Linked DNA regions of Rattus norvegicus: region 2 is linked to region 1. The links are chromatin contacts, called in public Hi-C maps. All regions are on one chromosome and are shown on one strand. Each heading gives the region's core, a stretch centred on a gene start, on an enhancer-like site or on the middle of the called end of the contact. The rest is flanking DNA. Distances are from core to core; before and after follow the strand shown.

Region 1 (4,186 bases), core at 527-3,026:
TTCACTAAAAGAAGAAAAGTGGGCCAGTGACATGGATCAGTAGGTGAAGGTGATTGCAGCCAAGCAGGAAGACTTGGATTAAGTTGCCACTATCCACATGGTGGAAGGAGGGAATCATTTCTGCAAGCTGTCGTCTGGCACCATCATGTGTACACACACTCTCACACACACACACACACACACTACATCCTTTTCCCCTGCCAGTGACCAGTTCCTACTCCTATTCATGGAAGTTCCCTTACCAATTGGTTCATGTGGAGATGAGCACTGCCATGTTGATGCATTAGGAAATGTCAGGCTAGTTTCCAGAATGTTCTCCAATAGCTGCATTTAAGAACCATTGGTTCTCATTGCTTTGTCCCAGACTTGGAAGAAGCCAGTATTATAGTTATCTTCAGTAGCTTTGTTGCATAAACTAGGCAGGCTGGTATGGATTGGACCTTAATCCTGTTTAAAGGTTGTTGCCCTCTGGACTCTACAGAGCTGGTGAGGCTGAACTTCACCCTGATGTGATTTTGCAACTGTTCTTTGAAGAAGTCACTGCTGAAGTTCTGTACTTCCTTCCCCTTCTCTCCCAGCTGACTAATAGGGAATTGAAAATTTCATGTAGTGGCTGGCTCTGCCTCTGATCCCAGCACTTGGGAGGCAAAGCCAAGTTAAGCTCTGTGAATTCAAGACCAGCCTGGGTGACAGAGAGTGAGTTCCAGGACAGCCAGGGCTACACAGAGAAATCCTGTCTTGACCCCCTCCCCCCAAAAAAGAAGAGTTTCAAAGAACTTTGTATCTCTTATTTAATCATTAAGTCATCAGAATGATCAATAATTCTGTAAACCAGGGATATAAGAGTTGCTTAAGAGGAACATACTGATGATACAGTTTGTTCTTAGTAGAATTCCTCTACTTTGAGATCGTGAGTGGGTCACTTACTATTCATAGTAACATTTTTAGTACATATACATTTGACGTTCTATCAGAGTATTTTGAAATTTGGTAAATTTGCAGTTAGTTCTGAAGTACTTACATACACAATGGTTTTCAATATTAAATATGTAACCATAAAAAATAAATCGAATTTTAAAAGTTAAAAGTATAAGGTTATGTTTTTGAAGTACTTAATGTTTATAATTAGCATTTGTAATAGACATATAATTTATGCTTTATAATTATATTTATTGAGCGCTTGCTTCTTTCCCCAAAACTGTAGAGACATTGTGTGTATTGTCTCAATTGCTGCCAGCCTTCAGTCCTTAGAAGCCTTTACAGATAAAGAGCTGAGCGGCATGCAGAGACCTTAAGTGATCTGCTTTACCTTACGGAGCTGGAGACCTCAGGGGTTCAGCCTGTCTTCACCCACTCCTCCATTCTGTCTCCATTCTCAGCACAGGCATCTGGATAACATTGCTCACAGCAGCCTGGAGCAGTGCTTGTCTGTCTGTACATGCTGAGACATGCTAAGACGAAAAATTCTTCTTAGGAAAAACGTGTCTCATATATGTAGGATAACTACAATTACCCTGTTTGAAATGACTTTTAGATATGGCTTGCACTTTTTTTTTTTTTAAGGAAAACTGGGGAAGGGGAAGAAAAATTAGAATACAGAAAATATTTAGAAGTTTTATTCAATCTTTGTTCCGCACAGAATTGACTAAGCTAGAGCTAAAACCTTAAAGTACTTTATAAAAATGAAGACCCGAGCAGTAATTTCCTAGTAAGTCTTTGTGCACCGAGGAAGTGATTACAGGGCGCCCCCTTGTGGGTTACTGCAGCAGGCGACTGTGTCTTCCGGGAGCCAAGGGCTTTTCCGCGAAGGACCTTTCTGATCTCATAGCTGTGCCCTGCTGCGTGTGGCTTGGGTAGCAGGGAGTCCCTGTGGGAAAGACAGGAGCCTGCTGCTCAGTGTAGCTGTCTCCAGCCCTTTTCTCTTCTTAGCCTAGAACTTGTATTTCCTATTTACTTTCTACTATGATGAGGGGGAAAACAGTATATTTTTAAAAATCACCTACTCTTCTCCACTTTATTTTCTGGTCCAGAAATATGGAGAAAGGATGCCTGGACACAGTGCCTTTGCTCATTTGCTTTGGTGGTGCTGGTTGGTCTACGGCTATGCCATGGAGCAGGGTACTCTCTGATAAAAACGTGAACTTTTGTATGCCTTCAGCTTTCTAAGCTGTTATCACAAAGCAGCATTGCGTGAAAACCAGAACAAGTCTGGGAAGTTTCAATAGTCCAAACTTGATAATGGCCGAGCTCTAATAAGACAAGTTCAATCTGTTGTCTGTTGTGCTGGGAAATGAGTAATAACTCGCTTTGTGTCCCAGAGTGAGCCCATCTGAGTACTGGGAAGAGAGTTGGGTTTTCGTGTACTTTGGCCAGAGGGTGAGCTTTTTAGTAATTATCTAATGAAGGGTACTGGCTTCCTTCCCGTTTCCAAATGCCTCCTCTTTCCTATATCCTAAATGTTAGTATTCATTCAGCCTGATGGCTCCCTGTACAGTGCATCAGGTTTAACTAGGTTGAAAGGAAGACTAGGTGCAGCCTTCCAGACTTAATCGTTGCCCTAGAAGATGCACTATTGGAGTTTTCAGTGTAAGGACTTTGCTTTTGTTTCTCCGGGGGTGGGGGGGGGGTGCAGGCAGAGACAAGGGGTAGAGGGGGATCAGGTGTGAAGAAAATGCATATTTCCAACAGTGTCACAGAATGGGTGTTTTCCTACTGATCTGTAGTTCCTGGCCCTTTATTAGATTGTATTTTGGAAGTTCTCCCAGGACAATTCTGGAAACTAATTTACTCATAGGAATTGTACTCTCCAGCAAGGCCTGTGTGTCACACACTAATGACACAAGCTTTTTCACTTGCCTGCCCTATCTCTGAGGAGTGAGGGAGTCAGACTCCGTGAGAAGGGTTTACACACAAAACATCATTACAGGATCCTTTATGAGAAAAATAGGAATTAGAAAAAGCTGAGTAGCTAGCACCTTCTGTGCACACGAACAATTGCTGTCACACACACTAGAAACTTTAGTCTCCCTGCTTCCTCCCGCAGATGAGAACAAATAGAGACCACAGCCAGACCCTATGCAGACAGTGAGGGACCTTGAGACACTCTGTCTGGAAAGAAAACATGACAATTGTAAGGACACACAGCTAAGCACGGGTCTGCAGGAGTGTCCACACACTTTACTATATAACTTCAGACAGAGAAGGACAGTTTCCTAATAGAGACTTCTTGTACAGCTCAGTAACACACAGACACTATTGATTGCTGAAGGTCACCATCTGATTGTGGTGCTGAATGAATAAAATGCCTTGGAAAGGAAGGAAGGTAGGCAGGCCCGCCGGCTGGCCGGAAGATGAGTAAGAAAGTAGAGGAATTGAGAAGTCCAACCAGCAGGAGCCAGGCACACAGACAAGTGCTGCTCAGGAGGGCATGTGTGCAGAAGGCCCTGGGGCGGAGGCCTGAGCTGAGTAACAGGATCTGTCAAGTAGTGGAAGGAATGGACTATGGAGCTGAGGTGCAGAGCTAATTAACCAAAATCTTTTGTGTTCTTTGATGCTTAAAGAAAGTGGATTATTCTGAGAGTAGAGGGGGAAATGGTTGCTAGACTCATTGAAGGACACACTGTTTCCAGTGACAAGCCACAGTGCCCAGAGTTCTCCTCTTCAGACAGTTTTATATCTATATCCTTTAGAACCATACACACACACACACACACACACACACACACACACACACACACACACACACATCATCTGTATGGTGGGGATTTGGCTTTTCAGTCATTTGAAACTAGAATTTGGTGTGTGTGTGTGTGTGTGTGTGTGTGTGTGTGTGTGTGTTACTTCTGATTTTTATATAGTGTTTTGAAGCAACTGAATGAAAAGTAATAGTTAATGGAAATTAAATTTTAAAACTGTGTCTAAGCCCAGATGCACTTACTCTTTTTTAATTCTTCAGTTCAAAATAGAAATAAGCTACCTCCTCATAGAAAGAACTGTTCATGGAAATTAGTGAATTTTAAAAATACTTGCATGTGTGACTGAAGAAATGCCTCAGTGGTTAAGAGCACTGGCGGCAGCCAAGACGACTTGGGTTTGATTCCCAGCATCCACACAACGTCTCACAACCATCCTTAACTCCACTCCTAGGAAATCCAGTGCTCTTCTGGCCTCTCCCATCACTGTCCAC
Region 2 (4,186 bases), core at 603-3,102, 67 kb before region 1:
GTCTTATTTAATTAGCCAAACCTTTGGATATTATTAAATGCGGTATATTTTACTCAACAAAATTTTACCAGTATCCGTTTTGTGTAGAGGTACTCAAATGTTTTGCTGTTGTTGTTGTTGTTTAGGAGAGCATTTCACTATATAATCTGCCTGGTTCTGAACTCCGTATAATATCTGAGCTTATCTTGAACTCTTCATCCTGCTGCCCCAGTTTCCCAAGGGCAATGATTACAGGTTTGTACCACCATGTCCAGCAGATGAAGAGTACATATCACTTGAGGTTAGTTCTTGAGACTTATCTGTATAAGGTGTAGGGCAAGTTTGTTTCTATGAATCTACCTGCAATTTAGTCAACTGTTTGATAACGACTTTTTTGAAGAGTAAATGGCCCACAGTGCTCAGTGTAATCCCAAGTGAGATGCTTAACACATCGACTACACGTTAAGGGAGTAATTAAGATTTCAAAGGCAGTGAGAATCTCATTAGTGCTTCATCATCTAGCGAAGACAAATTCCACAACATAGAACGGATCATAAAGCATGCCTAAGATCTGGCATGTAGAAATACACAGGGGCATGATGTTTAAATAATAAGAGTACACACCTCTATCCCTCTATCTGATCATGCATACTCGGTACTCAAGTTTATAGCACCATTAAGCCCAGGCTCAGCACTGTACTTCTTAAGGCCTGCCACCTTGCCAATGATCATCTTAAATACCTGGGAGACTAGATGCCCTGAGAAATTATCTAAATCCATTTTGCCAGGGGGAGAGCTTGTTCATGTTGAAGTATCTGATGCTCAAAGCGTTAGAAACAGTGGGCTCCTGCGGAAAAGCTTTGGTAGTTTTGGGGCAGAAACTTAAAACAAGTAAATTATATCCTCATCTTACCAAAACAGGTTGAAAGCTTTTCCTACATATTAACCAGCAAACACTAACAAAGAAGGGCGATGGTTGGCCAGGGGAACTTTTGGTCTCTTTGCCACCTTTGTCTTCTCAATATCATCATTTCTCATTTTCTTGGTAGGAGAATTTCACTTCACACAGAAGTCTTTGGTCCCTTTTTCTGCCCTGCAGGCCTGGAAGGCCTGGGGCCTCACCTGCCAAGGGAAGCCACTGGAGCCTTGCCTTGGTAGGGCATAAACTGTGAGGTAGCGGGAGGATCGAGCCCCCGAGATCAGCTGACGTCACTGCCGCAGTGGTCTCCCGCGACGCCCTAGTACGGGAATTCAGAGTGGACGCGCCCGGTGCCCCGCTGGATGGAAGCGCGGGGAGGGCGCCCTGTGCTCCCGGTATTCTGGGTCTGTCGGACGCAAGAGCGCCGGTCGGGTAGGCCGAACAAACTCCGGGTCTGGGCGCCCGAGGATGCCCCGCGTAACTCTCGTGCGCACGCGCCGCGGGTTGCGGGGAGGGAGCTGCGGGGAGGCGGGAAGCGACGGTCGGGCGCGGGGCGCGGGGCGCGGCGCCGAGTGGAGCGGACGCAGGCAGCCCGGTCCGGACAACCAGCGGGCTCCCAGGCGCTGCGGCGGCGCGGGGCGCGGGGCATGCGGCGCGGCGTCGTGACGTCACGGTGGCGGCGGCCGTGGTTGGCGCAGGGTCTAGGGCTGCAAAGTGTGAATTACGCCGGGCTCGCGCCGGCGGCGGAGTGGAGTGAGGCTCGGGGGAGGGGAGGGGCTGGGCTCCAGCGGCCAAGCTGCTCTCTGCTCCGCGCCCGTGCTCCCGGCCCGGGCCAGCTCTCGCGCCGCGGAGCACCGGGGCGGCGGGATCCCCTTTAACGCTGCCTGCCGGGCTCCCCGCGTCCGCTGCAGTCCTTCCCGCCGCCAGCCGCGCGGAGGGCTGGGAGGTGTCGGCGGCCGCCAGCGCCGCCCGCCCCGCGCGCGCCTCGGCCCCGGGTCCCCGCGGCGCGGCCCCCTCGTAGCGCAGGGGCGGGCGACCGCGGACTGGCGGGCGCCGCGCGGTTCCAAGGCGGACGTGTTCAATGGAAGTATGCTACCAGCTGCCGGTGCTGCCCCTGGACAGGCCGGTCCCCCAGCACGTCCTCAGCCGCCGAGGAGCCATCAGCTTCAGCTCCAGCTCGGCGCTCTTCGGCTGCCCGCATCCCCGGCAGCTCTCGCAGGTAACCGCCGCCCCGGGGCCCGCACCCACAGCTCAGTGCTTTTGTCTTTTGGGGGGACTCGGGCCATTGTTCCTGCCTCTGTAGGCTGGTCTCCCCCTTCCGAAAGCCTTTTGCCCTCCGCTGTGCTCACTGCCCCTGGCCTCTGCGACCCTCGCCGCTGCTAACCCGTCACGCCCGCTGCTAGCCTCAAGCAATGACTTTGTCCTCCCCTCCTTTCTCCGCCGTCTCCCACAAGTTGGGCCTCTTGTCCCTTAGTTGTGACCTGAAACACACCTGTTCGCCCCCACTTTCCCCCGCCCCCCACCTGTGCTGCTTCGCGAGCCTTGCAGTGCTGTGCTGGTGCTGAGGTTCTCAGAACAATGGGCCTGGATGTCCCATTGTGGTCCTCATCCGAACTGCGGAACTGCTCCTTTTTAGAGAATGGGCCTAGGTGTCAGGAACTAGTGTGCAAAGTTGATGGTTTCCAATCAGTTTTGTCGCTTGATAAAGGCGTTTTTAGTACAGAAACCACTGATGGGCATTCACAAAGGACTTTATTTCCGATGACCCAACACCAGTTGCTCCTAAGCATTTTAATTTTTTTTCTATGAAGTCCTTGGCTCAACTCTGTCGTTGGGTAAAATTTGGTTGCCAGATTTAGACTAAAGAGAAAGAAGAGTTTTATTTTGTTTACGTATGAATCTGGTCCCCTCATTGCCTGCTGCCAGAAGTTCTGTGTTTATGAGGTTACTTTTGGGGATGGGTACCACTCCACTCAGTTGAGCCTCAGCCATTCATTCATTCATTCATTCATTCGTTCGTTCGCTTGCTTGCTTGTTTGTGACAGAGCCTTTCTAAATTGTTCAGTCCTGCCTTTAACTCATGATCTTCTTGCTTCAGACTTCCACGTACCAGGCTTGAGCTGTCATCATCCTGGGTCCCATTTTCACTTCGTTAAATAAAGTATTCTTCGTCTTTTTCTGTTGCTTAGTGTTTCTTTACCCTGTATAGCACACCATTTCTCCCCTCAATTGCACTGTAAGTACTATAAGCAAGGTATTTTTAAAAACTGATAGTATGGACAGCATCTTTTAGAGATTTTGCTTATCTCCACTGAATTCTATGAATTCTATTTGTCATTTGCCTTTTTTTTTTTTTTTTTTTTTTTTTTGGCCTGTGAGATAGAGCAGGAGTTCCATGTTAGTTTCTTTTCGAAGAATTCTTATTTAAGGTCAGATTCTTGTCTGATACAAGGGAGTATGCTAATGAATTCAGTGTAAAAATACTAAGTGGCTTTTCAAATAATACTTTTGTTACTTTGAAGTGTAGTTTGTGAGCTGTATTTTTATTATTGCTTAACACATTTTAAAGTTCCAGAATAATATCAAAAGATATTAAAGCACTCGTGAGAAGGTTTTTAATAATAGTAATTAAAGGTCTTTAATAGAAATAACTTCTTCATTTCTAAATACTGTTTTCTTCCTCAGATCAGCAGACATGACAGATATCCACTTTCACTTACATATAAATAGTAAAAGCACACTTTATATAAAGTTATAAAACATGTGTTACGTGTTTTTGCTTCCTGAGTAGGAAATGGACAATAGGGAAGATTAGGGATTGAAAGCAAAGGTGATCCCAAGAGTTTTACCTAGTGGCTTAATTACCATACAAAGACCAATTTAAGCTTCACTTTCTTTGCCTATCCCCAGACTAAGATTTAAGTGGGCAATGGAATTTTTTTTCTTTTCTTTTTTCTTTTTTTTCGGAGCTGGGGACTGAACCCAGGGCCTTGCGCTTGCTAGGCAAGCGCTCTACCACTGTGCTAAATCCCCAACCCCCAGCAATGGAATTTTAAAACTATGACTGTGGCAAAAAACCCAAACTAACAAGAAACCACAAATTCTACAGAATTACACCTATTTTACTAGCTCTTTAATGCTTCTGAACAATTTCCAGATCTCCAAGAGAGTCAGTTGGAACTCCTTAGGTTTGAGAGACAAAATTTTCTTAATGAATACATAACCTTTTTCCTGGTGTACATCACTCAGTGTTACAGGGATTATAAGCTCACTTGGAAGCTGAGGTGG

Evidence for each region. Hi-C and Micro-C count contacts between places; a contact is called where the count stands out from the background.
Region 2: a contact with region 1 is called in a Hi-C map of liver, with 3 times the contacts expected there. The contact joins the promoter of Pde7a here to the enhancer-like site in region 1. A contact is called at or near these places in 8 of 12 Hi-C or Micro-C datasets (the Rat2 cell line, Schwann cells, frontal cortex and 4 more).

What each region holds. Positions count from the first base shown.
Region 1 is chr2:103,653,726-103,657,911 of GRCr8, reverse strand. The region is part of intron 3 of Pde7a (phosphodiesterase 7A); the gene reads left to right. Among named protein-coding and RNA genes, the nearest start is that of Mtfr1, 60 kb to the right of the region's middle. Within about 2 kb of position 1,776, at least 11 of the 93 cell types and tissues checked have an H3K27ac peak or open chromatin away from gene starts, as enhancers often do. A contact at or near this core is called in kidney and liver, where this site is marked.
Region 2 is chr2:103,720,493-103,724,678 of GRCr8, reverse strand. It overlaps Pde7a (phosphodiesterase 7A), which reads left to right and starts at 1,852. Exons shown (of 13, transcript NM_031080.1): 1 at 1,852-2,117. The coding sequence starts at 1,980.